2 separate regions of the Mus musculus genome follow, and region 2 is linked to region 1. The links are chromatin contacts, called in public Hi-C maps. All regions are on one chromosome and are shown on one strand. Each heading gives the region's core, a stretch centred on a gene start, on an enhancer-like site or on the middle of the called end of the contact. The rest is flanking DNA. Distances are from core to core; before and after follow the strand shown. Region 1 overlaps Fign (fidgetin). Region 2 has its middle 65 kb from the start of Gm13575.

Region 1 (7,228 bases), core at 1,461-3,960:
TTCCTTTGCTGCTCAGAGGGCATCAGCTGCTTTGTTGGCTTAAATGCTAAGGATGATGTTTCAGCATTTCTGTCAAAGCCATTCCCCCGATTCGAGTTTGAAATGCTGTTGTCGGGCATTCGGTACATAGGACTCTGTGTCGATCTCTGTTGGCCATAGCTGTAATTTCCGTAACTGGAGTCCATGTCTCCTTGCCCTGCCATATAGAAAGCTTTCCTTTTGAGAGAACTTGCTGAATTGTTGGTCAGAGCAGAGGGTGCAATGGGTGTCAAACCATGACCTTGGTAGGTGTAGCCAGGAACGGTAGTGGGGGGCAGAGGGGTGGGAGCAGGAATTCCTGAAGGCAGGTATGCTGAAGGAGGAGGGGGTGCTCCGCCAGGGCTGTACCCAGACCCCACGGCAGTCTGAGGAGGATAGCTAGCAGAGGGATAACTGTAACTGGAGAGATTGGAAGTCCCGTTGTAGCCTGGGACCAGGGCTGGTGGGGGAGGAGGAGGGGGTGGTGGCTGCAAAAGCCCAGAACTATGCAACGGGGACGGATGAGGCGAAGGAAGTGCAGGTGTGGCCTGGCTGCTGTAGGTAGAATGCAAATATGAGCCGTTGTATCCCGGAGCATATTCCTGAGATGGGAGCCCCGCATGAAGACTAGGTACTGTGTGGCTTCCACAGGTACTACTTGAGTAACTTGGCTCTGTCAGGTTGCTGGCCACCCCAGGGGAGCTCCCTATACTTGCCGAGACGTCTACTGGAGGGAGGGCTGAGCTGACACCAGCTTTGCTGGCAGTGATGACATCCGGGACACAGTTCATAGGATAAACGGCTTCTGAATTCAAGGAAGGCTGCCAGGGTTCGCTATCATTTTTCCGACCATTCACGAGTCCTGATGGTGTGTCTGAATAATTGCTGAGTACAGGTCGGTCTACGGGACCTTCCAAAATGCCAGAATACTTCTCTGCATATTTTTTCAGAAGGTTGGACGCAGTCAGAGCAGATATGTCATCATTCGCCCAGGCATACTGGTAGGTGCGCTGTAAATGACCTCTATAGGCTTCAACTTTGTGGGCGGGAGACCGAGTGGTCGAGGTGATGTCAAAGTGCTGTTCTGGCCACTGGGCATGCTCCGGCGTCCACTGCATCTTCAAGCCTAAGAATTGGACGGGAAAGACAATAAATTTACTTAGATATTCTTCGGAACACATAAAGATTCCCCCACCCTACCGCCCCCAACTATATCTGCTATTTATTAACTTCCACTAACAATATGGAGGTGGATAAGAATCTTCCCAGGTTGTAATACATAGTGTGATCTCTATAATATGAATTCTTCAAAATGGGGAGACATTAAACGTTGTAAAAAAGATAAATCCAATGTAAAATAAAACTCTGTAGATATCAAAAAAAAAAAAAAAGATAAAAGAGCCTTATTGCTGTCATAAACCCATAGAGTTACTTATTTAACACGAATACTAGACACACACACACACACACACACACACACACACACACACACACACACACTCCTGTCAAATTAGAATTCAATCGTGGTTGTTTGCAATAACATATACACATACATTTTAATATCCAGCATGCAGTACTGTTAACATGTATGCCACCTACTTATTCTGGCTCTTCCCATCAGTTTCTGTTTTATATTTTTAGCAATATAAAAATGAGACACAGCTGACAGATCGCATCTAGGATACCTCTCTTATTTGGTACTGAACACCTAGTTAGCACAGTATAATGCTCCCTGCACAGAACAATATGACACAGACATAGCAGGTCATTCCATAATCCAACTCTCATCTAAAGTGGCCCACGACAGTTTCAAATCTGCTTCGTGGAGTGCAGCAAAGCAATCTCCCAGGCAGCGCTCCACCGCTTTCATCGCACAAAGCCTACAACTCGGTATGAATTACAACTGGCTCCTTTTTGCCTCTCAGTTCTGTTGTTGAGTCTGGGGGGGAAATAAAAACAAGCATCACTTGTCTGTCCGGGCTTCTTGTGTGATTCTCCCTCCTCCTCTGATAATCCTCCTCCCCCAATAGACTGAGATACCAGGAGAGGAGGGAAGAACATGAGAAAAAGAGAAAGGAAGTGAAGAAGGGATGGAAAGAGTGGAGAAACTGGATTTTAGCCCCTTACATTTCTACAGTGATCCCTCCACGGCAGAAAGTGGATGCGTACAACTCATCCACGAGGTCACAGGAATAAACCCGTCATTCTGCTAGATTGCTAACTGAAGCCACTGACTCTGTAGTAACCCTGAAATGAGTATTTTCTTACTTCAGAGAAAACTCTCAGTTATTAGAATCAGATAGTCGTTTTAAATGATAACTTTGGAAAGACCTTGGGAATTAGCTGCTTCACACATCACAAAAGCAGTGCCCAAAGCGATTGATTTAAGAGGCTTTCATCTAGTTAGTTACCAACAAGTACTGGAACCCCACTCTCCTCTTTTTCAGGGCTTGCTCACTCATCTTAACTCTAATCTCTGCTCACTTGGAATGGACACTTCCTACCATGCTATGGCTGTGTTAGATGCCCTCCCTAATCTCTTTTGTATTACTCAAAGTGAATTCTGCAAACCATCTTGTGCCCTCTGGCAGAGAATCCTTGATAAGAGGAAGGCCTGGTCTAAATGAGGCATCTGTGGCATCCGTTCCCTTCCCTTCTGAATTCCCCAGCAGTGTTGACAGCTCCCATCCCTTTCTGTTCTCCTCCCCCAACCACTTCAGCCCTGCTTTGCCTGACTCTGGCTTTTGACATGGCCAGCTTTGACTCGCTGAGCTAAACTGAACAGAGCACACAGTTTGGTAACAGAATGGCATGTTGATTCCCTTCTGACTCCGTCTTCCTTGTTTGCAAAACCACTGCACCAGACAGTGGAAGTTAATTAGCAGGAGGATGCTGTGCTAATTGTGTTAATTTACAAGGTTTTAGTCAAAGAGAATCATGCCAGGGCTGGCACTGCTGTCATGCTTCCGACTTAATGATTAAGAAATACTGAAAACAAGGTGGGAAGGATTGCAGTAATTACACAATAAATGAATAAAGCAACAGGATTCATTTGCAAATATATTTTACTGCCGCTGGACTCATTTGCATTTGGATTTTTAAAAAGGATCCATGCAGATATTCATTTGCAAATCACCAACTCAGTGAAATTAAGTTTGGATGCCGCACAAGTATAAGTTAATCAGTCTTTATGTGTGTGTGTTTTGTAAAAATACTAAAGATTTTAGTTCTTGTGTATATGCAACATATTCCCCACTTTACTTCAAATATTCATAGGTTTGTTTAAGACTACACATACTGTAAAACAATCAAATCAACTTGGAAATTAATATTGTGAACCCCAAAGAAGCACACTTTTATTCTCCCACTCAGAGAAAGAGGAAGGAAGGGTTGGTGAGCGGGACTCTGGGAAGAAGTGAAGTGATCTAATTGTTTCTGCTTTCTCAGTCATTACTCTTTAAGAGGAGAAAAACACACCACAAAGTGGGTGATATGACTGAACTACACTTGAAGGGGGAAAGGATGCAATTTTAATGAAGCGGCTTTTCAGGAATCATACTTTCATTAGACTCAACTGGAAATTATTAAGGGCAAATCACCAGGAACCAATCGCAAGTAATCAGTATCTAACTTCCTCCAGTATCAAGGGATTTACTCCGAGCCTAACATAAAGGAGAGAATATCAATGTGATGGCAGTGTCGAGCTAAAAGACCTACACATTCATTAATCCCATGATTATTTTCAAGTAATTTCTATTAGGATTTTTTTCCTCTTAAAAAAAAAAACCTGAAAATATTGAGTAGTAAAAATAAGAACACATGTGCTCTGATGGGACATATTAATAGATAAAGAATAAAAATGAATATGCATCTCAAAAATAATTTAGAAGTCACAGGACTACTGGACAGTGCACGTGTAGGCAAGTGCAGCCTGTGCCTGGAAGCATACATGCATGCACAGGCAAGCACACAGAATGATCGGATTCGGCTTCCTTCCAGCTTAGTTGAGGCGATTACTTGTTGGATTTAGTTAATAGCCAGGACAGAAAGAAATAACCTTTAAAAAAAGGTGAACAGTGAAAAAAAAAATGGAAGGCAGGGCCTCTCTGTCTTGGTTTAAGCAAAGTTTTCTTATGAATTAATTGCTTATAACAATGCAAACATGATTTTAATGTTACCATTGCTTTACATGCTAAGCCTATGCACTTGGAACAAAATAGATTGCCCACTTAAACTGGGTATTTCTATGCAGTTTTAATGTAGCAAAACTAATTGAATTTTCAAACATTTATATTTCTTCTGAAATGAAGCAAAGATCCTATCCATCAAAAATAATTCATTGGGATAGTTACTGGATTGAATATGTTTATTGATGTAACTGAAAGTTTACCTATTGATGCATACTAAGCAATATCCTTAGCAAATGTGAGAAAGGTAAGTCTGATGTCTGTTTAACTTGAAGGAAAAAGGAGTGTTCCTTTCTTCTGGGAGAGCCTTGGAACCATAATCTAGACCCTGATGTTACTAAGATGCACAGGAGTCAGTGTTGACGACCCTGGTGGGGCCTTGAGAACATAAAGAGCCTATTGACCAGTGCTTGAATCTTAGCATTATGTGTTGGGGGAGGGCACCAAATGTATTGCTGTTGTTGATCTTGTTTACTGGTGGTGACAAAGTGGAAAAGATGTGGCGCCAAATGTTCTTTGAACAAAGGTATACAGTGCCCCAGTTGACTGTATCACCGTTGTCTGGGAGAGCAGAAGGCTTCTGGTACTAAAGCAAGGAGATGAGTTAAAGAAAAGAAAAGCAAAAAAGCTTTGATGTGATTTTTCCTTAGAACATATAAAGAAAAAAAATCCAAAGAATGATGCTATTTTACACTTTAGAAACTTGTTTTCAGAACAATAATTCCCAATGTTGTTTAGAGGTATCATACATAGTACAATAAAGACAAATATCAGAGAACAGTCAGATGTATGCCTATAACTTTAACTCTAGCATTTGGGAGGCTGTGGGATAGTCATGAATAAGAGGATATCCTGGGCTACATAGAGATATCTTGTCTCTCATATAGTTTTTCTTCTCCTTTCCCCCTCCATAAAATATAGGAAAACAATAGCTATAGATTTTAAAGATAATTTAAAAGTGCTCCAAAATGATATTTTTTATTTTGTAAAAGGTGAGAAATTTCTTACCACAGCTGGCACATCTTATGGTACTTACGTTTAAAAATAATTAACAAAGTTATTGATGATTTATCAGAAATGTTACCTACAGATGGCAGATATAACAGTAAATCTCTGACCATTTTGTTCTCTTGTTCTTACCTCAGGATGAACTCTGAACATCTAAATGTGCATCCCTTTGTTTTGCACACCAAAGTGGGCATTTGAATGACATCTGCCGTTCTTCGCATTGCTGACCATCTTAGAATTCGGTACCTAAACAGTAGCTGCTTTACAGCTTTCATTTTGGTCTTTAATTCATTTGGAAACCAAACAACCAAAATGTCTAAAGTCTTGCCTCAGTTTCAAGAATTTAAAGAAAACAAATAAAACACAGCAAAAGTGAAGGGAATAATATTTAGACAAGGGAGAGAATTAGAAGAAGAAGAAAAAGTATGTCTCCTAGAATCTATTTTTAGCATATGTTGCTGGGAGAACTACCTGGAAGCACTAGTGCCCAACTTTAATACACTTGTGGGATTCAACAGTTCTAGGTGTGGAAAGCTAGGCCCCAGCTGTGTTACCATGGTGGCACCTCTACCTGCTAAGGACCTTTCATTGTTATGTTTCCTTAGACTCCTAAGGGTAAGGACACAAGGCAAATATTACAGGTGTAGAGAGGGCTTGTGCTTGAGTAGCTCTATGACACAATCTTTGTGGTAACATGCCTATTATGGCGGGTGACTGTACTCTGAACTTTGCATTACTTTAAAAAAAAACTACTTGAAGTACCATACTACAATATTTATCATTTTTTTTTTTGTACAAAGCATAGCTGCTGGAATAAACAAGAGTAAAGTAGTTATAAGGGTTTAGAGCCTCTGCGGTCTGTTGATATAGCAACTTCATCATCCCTTACGTTGGGAAAGGGCTGCACAAGTACACAGAATGTTCAAGATTTCAAGGAGAGAGAACCAAATTCACTGGCCCCAAATACAGCTTCAGCAGTGAAGAGCTTTCAGAGAAAGGGGCTGCAAACCTCCTGGCTCCAGACTCTGGCTCGGTTCTGTGTGATGTTTCCTCATTGCCTTTCTTCAAGGGACTGAGGAGCAATACTAGTGATTGGCCAGATTCTGCAGCTCTCGCTCTCTCTCTCTCTTCGTCTATGCACTTTCAGCAGCAAATTGACTACCATGACCCATTTCATCTGGAAAACACCTCACTCCATTTCCTAAGGTTGGCTGAGCTTAAAATACAAGGTAAAGGATAGGAAACGGTGGGGGAAAGCACATGGCACTTTATCTGTACTCGGTTCACACACTAAAGGGTTTTATAGTATGAATGCAATACAGAAGTTCTCAAATTTATTTAGTACACAAGTTGAGAGCATTCAGCATCTAAAACCTTGGGGCTCCATAAGGAAGCTAAATCAACGGAATTTCTGCTTTGTTTACCATTATTATTATTGTAAATTTCTGACTATTGTTTTAGGAGATTAATATATTTTTAGGATATCCCAGTCCAAACACAATTGCCTCTCTTCCAGATTGGGATTCCATTTACTGTGTGCTTATAGTTTGGAGACTATTTTGTATACCAAAGAGTTTTAGTTTGATTCATAACTAGGATGTTGGAATAGAAAGATACTGAAGAAAGTTGTGCACATAAAGATGGTCTAAGGCCAGCAAAGTGACTCAGGATATGAAGATGATTGTGATAAGAGTGATGGCCCAAGTTCAACCCTGAATCTCAAGTATAGGTGGAAGGAGAGAACTGACTCTAAAAAAAAGTCTTCTATATATACATGTATACACACACACACACACACACACACACACACACACACACACACACACACTTTTACTTTTTTAACAAAGAAAGTTCTAGAAGTTCATTTAAAAAATTAAAAACTCTTATCCTTGCAAGTCAGCTATATGATGCTCTTGTTCTTATCTTTGGAAGAGTTGCTTGTACTCACTTTGCTATAAAAAGTACAGGCGAGAGCCACGCCTTTTTAGTCTGCAGACAAGACTACCTACAGTAAT
Region 2 (7,228 bases), core at 1,379-3,878, 480 kb after region 1:
GATGGAGTCTAAGGCAATTCCAAATAGAGAGGAGTTCAAGAATTTAGATTTCTCTTAACTCTGATGCATTAAATACAGTGTGAGAGGACCATGTATAGATCATAGACACATGACGAGTAGAGGGCTTTTTATTCCACATTATCCTTAAGCACACACTGCTTCATGGGAAATTAATCAATATTCATTAACTGAATTGTAAGTTTTTTTTTAAATCTAAGTCAGTTAATTTATTACATTAAAAGCTATTATTACTGAGCTACTAGAATGTGTAACTAGATTTCACTCTGCGGGTAGAAGAGCTAGAACAGAACAATGGCTGATTGTAGAGAGTCTTGTTTCCTCGTGAGTTCTGAGTGGTTACCTTGGGATACTATTCCCCATGGTGAGTAATCTGAAAATGATCAGAGTGGTATTTGGGTAGCACCAAGCACACCCCACACCAGAAGATGGCAGCCACAAAGCAAGAAAAATGAGAACTGCGACATTTTCACTGTTTCTAACTTTAATCGTTTTAAACAACCCCAGTATAAAGTCATAGTAGTCTTATCCAATTCTGCAACAGCTTTTTGTTTGCTTTGCTTTGCTTTCTTACAATGTAAAGTTAGTTTCCATCTTTGGAACTGTGGGATACATGTCATCCTGCCATTTCTAAAACTTAAGCAAATGGAGGAAGAGAATTGGACACAGTTAGCTGGTCTTTCTTTCTTTCTTTTTTCTTTTTTTCTTTTTCCTTTTTTAATCAACCCAGTCCCCTTCAGCCAAGCACCAGTGAAGCCCGACAGCATGGCACATTTCCCCACAATATACTCACACTCAGTCACCCCCTAGGAGGAGAGGGAGTGAGAGGGCTATTGAGCACTGAGAATCTCTCCAATGAATCACAATTATGTGAACACCTGTGCTAACTAAGTTTGTGCTGAGCCACTGTGAAAATTTGCAAAGTGCTCAACAGCCCTGAGAGTCTCTCATTTATTATCTCAGGTGGGGTGGTCTGCAACTGTACATTAGGTTGCAATGTGAACCATGTAAGGACATGCATTCAAGACCCCATCTAGGACCTTTCCATTCTTCCTGCAGGGTACAGCTGTGCTCCTTAACGGGCCAGAGTTTCTTTCTGAATGTCTGCCCAGAAAAGTTAAGGGCAAGTATAGGATTCCTTCTCCTCCAAATGAGGTGACTTTAGAGCCGCAGTCCATTCACTTACATTTCAAGATGAATTGACCATGGGATTGATCTTGGGGAGAACCTAAAAAAAAAATCAATGGTGTTTTTATGAATCTATAACCTTGTCATATGTTAAACTGTAAAGGTATCAAAACTCTAAAAGATGAGAAAGAACTGTAGTCATAAGCACAAATTTTAAACTGCCCACAAATTCTTTTCTCAGTAGGTAGTAATGGAGGAAAACTAATTTACATGCCAAGAAATTTATAGACAGACTACTTTTGAGTGGATGATTGATGAGAATTGGGGAAATAATTTATAAATGAAGTCATCAAAACAGCTAAAGCCTTGAAGTTGAGATCCTTGACTAAGCCACATACAGGGCCAATTGTTGACGGCAGAATAATAGTTCTACATAAGTCCCAGACAGTGGCTGTTGTCAGTCTGCTCTGTATTAAGGACTAGAAACTAAGGTGTAGTTTCTACATGTCAATTCAATTTTAAGAATGGAAATTTCCGTGTTGTTCTATAGGAACAATAGGTCGATTTGCCAGAGATCCCTCAGTGAAAATTTTATTTGCAACTTTGGATAGCTGAATTGAAGAGGAGATATTGATACAAAGGCAAGGGCCTTCTCTGGTACTTATTCTTCCAAGTATGACTCTCACGGCATCATGTTTTAAACATAGGACGGATAGAGAGTGCTCAGTGACTAGTTCCGTTGTTACAGATAGCAAGGGTGTGCTATGAAACAGCCGGAGATGATGCAAAGGGAAATCTTGATGCCGCGGAACAGAGCAGCCCAGTGAGACAGTCATCACATTCCAAGGCAAGAGTTCTGGATCTGGGTACTCACAAGCACATGAGCGGATGTTAGGAAATCATTGACGTTCTCCCTTTGGTCCCAGCAGTTTAGCTGGGAGATAGAAGGACTCTGAACTTACAAGCTTTGATCTCCTTCCCTTCAGGGTTTTACTCATCTGGGTTTCAGTCATTCCCTCCATTAGCTGAAAAGATACCTCTTTCCCCTGCTGTTACCTCTGTAATTAGATGAAAGGAGAACTAAGATGCACGGGAGATGAGCGGATGATAGTGCTTTGGCTTCCTGCCAGAGTCTTCTAATGAAAATGAACGCTTTCTGCATCTGGGTCCACGGCATTTGTTTGGAAGAGAGAAGTTTGGAAGGCTAGGTGAGTGAAGAAGGGTGAGAGAGAAAAATATCCTCCGGCTGGAATAGATCCATGTATCATTTAGGAATTAGATTTATTTGGATTTTGTGAACATCAAGTGTATGTCAGTCAATCGGCATACACTATCTCATTTAATCCTCACGGTACAATGCGGTGGTAAACAGATTTTAGCCCACTTTTTCAAAATATGAAAAATGAAGCCGAAAGTGGTTCCAAGCTCCTATTTGCTTCAGTCTGGAACCCTTGCCTAGCTGATGTCAAAACTTAAGATTCTAATTGCTACAACATACTGCCTCCTAGTGGCCGAAGTTGGGTAGGAATCTAGCCAAGATCAGCTACTGAGGGGGTGGGTGGCATTTGTTCTAGATGGGAAATGGTATTAACCCTTCAGGCTCAATTCTCTATCTCAAAGGCATGCTGAAAATGTCAAAAGTATTCTAGATGCTCTAAGTCCTCCAATATTTTTTAATGTTTTTCTGAAAATAGATTTTTTTCTCATACAATACATCCTTACCACCACCTATGGTGTCTGCGCATGTGTCCATGCAATCACACTCACATACACAACTGTGGATGGACAATCTCACCAGGTTTTAAGTTTTATAATATAATCTTTTTTTCCTCTTTACTCATCAAATCAGGATACACAACTACCCTAGCTTTTATCTTTCTTTCTGATATTGTTAAGTTATATTTGCTAATAAAGCTTATGAACAAACTCACATTAAGGGCTTAAGACCTTCATTTTTAGGTTTTATTTTTCATTCATGGGTTTTTTTGTGATTATGCAGTGCAGGTGTCGGAGTACCCACAGGAGCCAGTAGAGAAGGTTGGTTCCCCTGGAGTTGTTGATTTGTGGGCACTGGGAACTGAACTCTGGTCCTTTGGAATGAACAATGTACGATCTTACCTGTTAAGCCACATCTCAAAGGCCCATGTTCCACTAAAGTTTAAATGAGTATCAAAGGCATAATCACTTGCTTAGTACTTAATTTTATTTATTTCATATCATAGATTTTTCTACATAAAATGCCTGAAGTCAGAGAAAATGATTCGAAGTAACAGGAATTTCAGGCCTTGTGGCAGATGGGTGAAAACATGATTTCTGCAAGGTTACCTATGCCCCATATTAGTTGAAATATATTTGAAAGGCACATGTTTACTTTGCCTCTGCACTCGGCTGACCCTACTGAACAGGTGTATTGAAATATTACACTCTTAGAGATCAGAGGCTGCTGATAATGGCCTTAATGCTGCCATTCCTAAATTTCTATTAAATGATGCCTTACCATGCAACATTCTGTACTTGGTCTGGTAAATGGGTATTAGTGACCTCGAGTCAACAAACTTTGCTTCTCTCGACACTGAGTAGCACCGTAGCATTTAAAATTCATAGTTGCATTTACTTTTTAAATAGAACTTCAAGTCTTTAACTACCTAAGCAGAAAGCTTGAACAAAAGATATGGCCTTTAATGATGGGGTAGGCTGATGTTACTGGTCATAGAAGTTATAGCTCAGTGGTTAGTGCACTGAGATGGCAGAACCTTCCCAAAAATATTTCTCCCAAGTTCCATGGGCACAACGCACTGCCAGGCTCTTGACTCTTTGCTGTGTCTGTGCATTGTCACCATAACGGGTAAATAATGGTCAGTAGTGTTGGACCCATCAGGCCGAGCATCTTTCTTTGTTTCTCACGATTCTCATCTCTGTTCTATAGGAATCAGCCACACCTCCCTTCATGTCCTCCAGTTCTTTCCCTTCATGGCCGCGTTAATGAAGTCTCTCTACAGCTACTTCGTCAAACTAGTGCATAATGACTGCCTCTGCACAGGGATGTGAGTGACTAGAAAGACTTAAAGTTGTCATTCACATTTTTTTCAGCATGGTAAAACACAGTTTAGAACATTCAAATGAACAAAATATCCTTACTATTTTTAGTAGCAAAGTGACCCCACCACCAATGAAACATTGGATTGTTTGTTTTCATCCACTAAAGTACAAAATACAGGGGGCCAATTCTCTTTTGAACAATGCACCAATGAATTATGTTATCATCATAATGACAATGAAAGCCCATTTGGCAATTAAAATAAATGAGCTAATTCTATGCACATGAACAAGGATACATGTTGAAAATACAATGGTGTGTGAAAATTCAAATACAGCATTCACATGAATTTAAAATCTGAAAACAATGTAACACTTCTTATGATTACATACATATGTAGTCAGCATAAATAAACTTGGATATGAAAGCAGCACAAGTATTTTGAGATTATTTTGTTCCAGCAAAAAAGTGGAGGATTTTGAGAGCATTCCCAGTATCACTTTTGGGAACAAAGGAGACCTCATCACTTTATTGCAATGCTTTATTGGGAAAAAGAAGCAAGAAGGAAATATTTAAAACTTTTGATCATGCATCACAATTGTTTAATCTCAGCAAATATGCATATTCACTGCATAACTTGAGGTATTTTCAAATACCTCAATACATTTTAAAATAACAGGAATGAAACTTTTAAGAGATGCTTCATTTTAAAGTAAGAGATGGATAGTAATCCTTAAAACTGCTTCCTCTAACTTTTAACCAAGATTCCCAAGGAGACACAAGAAAAGATGAAAAGACACCATTCAAAGTGGGGCACACCAACGAGCTGAGCTAGCTACCCATGGAATCTGGGGGGAATTGACTCACAGTGAAAGTTGAACAGGACTGGAGAGAGACAAACCTGCCAGCTTTAGGGGGTAACCATGTCTTTCTGCTTCCTGGCAAACAACTGTGTATGTGCCCGTGTGGTGTTAGAGTGCAGGCAGAGACCCCCAAATAAAACTTTGAACAATATGGTGACTGGTGTATAGTGGAAGAGTTTTGAAAAAAAATTACAGAAAAAAATAAAAAAGAATGGAGGAGATCAGATCACATGGCTGAGCCAAGTGAAGCCAGCCAGTCCTATTTCCAACCTCTGAGCTACTGTGGCTTCTGACCGCAGGGAAAGAAAGGAGACGTTCAATGCTTCTCTTTTGATTGTACAATGAGGAGGTGTTCAGCCACTGGGGGACCTTCATTTCATGTCCTCCTTCAACCTCGCAGCTCAAAAGCCATGTGCAATATATATATATATATATATATATATATATATATATATATATATATATATATATAGTTTGAGACAGGACATTTTTTTCCACATGAAAAGTTTTTCCTGAATCTCTTTATTGCCTATTCCTTTCTTCACTTTATTTCCCTGTAGAAATGTGCAGTATCTAGAGAATAAAAAAGGAAAGGAGGAAAGAGGGGGAAAAAAAGGAACCTGAAGCTTGCACAGCATTATTGGGAAGGACTAAGATTACATGCTGAAACTCCAACTTTAAAATAAGCGACTTGATTTGCATGATGTAACATTGGGAAAGGTAACTACGATTCGAAACTGAATTTCTGGATTTAGAATTCCGTCCCCTACATCCCCTGAAGATTTTTTTTTCCTCCGAAGAACAGGTCATGTACTCCTCAAAAGAATTTTTTTTTCTTTTTCAAGAAAATTCTGGCCCACCTTTATCTCTAATGGCCCGGCTGGGAGTTGCTATAATAACCCTTTTGCTTTTATGTGGCCATCTGGAGGCCTATTAAAAACACTATCTAAAACCAACTTCCCAAGTGTGCTGAGTTTGTATGTTTCCACCAAGTCACCAAAACAGGGCCCTCTTTCCTACTCTGAGGTGAGTGTACTTTGGAGTTCGAAGCTGGAGGGAGGAGCCGCACACAGCACAGTGCAGCTTGGCCTTTCACCCTGGCGGTTCTGGACAGGAAGTCAGAACAGTGGTCGATCCCACTGCCTCCTTTTCAAGGGTTTGAGGGTCTGCAGCAAGGCTTCCTTCGATCTCTGGAGCACTGTGATGAGATGGAAGAAGTGAGGGAATGCGGGAGCCGGCGACATTGAGAACTTAATGAGGCATCATGTTTCAACTAGATAATACTCCTTTTTGATTTGTGTGGAAAGCAAATATGAAATATTGAAATAATATTTCAAGTTCCCAATTTTTGTGGCACAAATCGAGACGCGGGAAGCGCTGCCCTCTCTGAAAAAATACCCCTTTCATCTAAAACGTGATCCAACCGAGTTGAGGACAGAAGGGCAGGTTGCGAAATGGAATTAGATAAAAGTTGGCGTTTGTCTTTAGTAGATTATTAAAATCACCACGGTAAGAAATCAGCTCATAAAGACGAAACAAGTTAGCAGGGGCCGCAGATCATTTGTCCCAAACAGAGGTTTTTCTCAACACTCATTAACTATCTTGCCCAGTAATGTGCTTGTAATCCTATTAAACCTGATACATCAAAAATTAAAAGAAAAAAATTTAGTTGCTGTCTCAAACCGCACTGCAACTCAGATCTAGGACCAAATAGGAAGCATTAATTGCTTCGGTGCTTCACCGCAAAGCCACTCTTAAAATATAATTCCTTAATGAAGTCCGTTAATTTGTTCATGGCAGTACACAAGCTGTTCAAAATGACACAGGATTGCACTCTGTTTTCTAACCCCTGCAGTTTCTTCTGTTAGTCACTCTGTCTTGTGTTGTTATCCCATGGATAGTAATTATTTTATAGTGGCTGTAATTAGGAGAGAATTAGGCTTGGTAAACAAAACCTGCCTTCTCCTGTTAATAGCTAAGGATAATAAATTTGGCTCTGACATTCACTATATTTGGACAAGGCTTGGCCTACTTCCAGTTTTCCCAATAAGAACGTTATTATATAATTATGCCTTGGAGGGGCTCATATTACAAGGTAATTTTTTTTGTAAAGACACATATTGCATGGCTTCCAGCCAGTAAGTGATATACTGTAATATATGCCTCCAATAAATGTTTTAAA

The links. Hi-C and Micro-C count contacts between places; a contact is called where the count stands out from the background.
Region 2: a contact with region 1 is called in a Hi-C map of the N1E-115 cell line, with 7 times the contacts expected there. The contact joins two enhancer-like sites. A contact is called at or near these places in 3 of 484 Hi-C or Micro-C datasets (the HL-1 cell line, the N1E-115 cell line and neural progenitor cells).

Annotation. Positions count from the first base shown.
Region 1 is chr2:63,979,756-63,986,983 of GRCm38.p6, forward strand. Fign (fidgetin) reads right to left here. Exons shown (of 4, transcript NM_001267846.1): 4 at 1-1,144. The coding sequence starts at 1,136. Among named protein-coding and RNA genes, the nearest start is that of Fign, 110 kb to the right of the region's middle. Within about 2 kb of position 2,711, at least 30 of the 459 cell types and tissues checked have an H3K27ac peak or open chromatin away from gene starts, as enhancers often do. A contact at or near this core is called in the N1E-115 cell line, where this site is marked.
Region 2 is chr2:64,455,718-64,462,945 of GRCm38.p6, forward strand. No RefSeq gene overlaps it. Among named protein-coding and RNA genes, the nearest start is that of Gm13575, 65 kb to the left of the region's middle. Within about 2 kb of position 2,629, at least 5 of the 459 cell types and tissues checked have an H3K27ac peak or open chromatin away from gene starts, as enhancers often do. A contact at or near this core is called in the N1E-115 cell line, where this site is marked.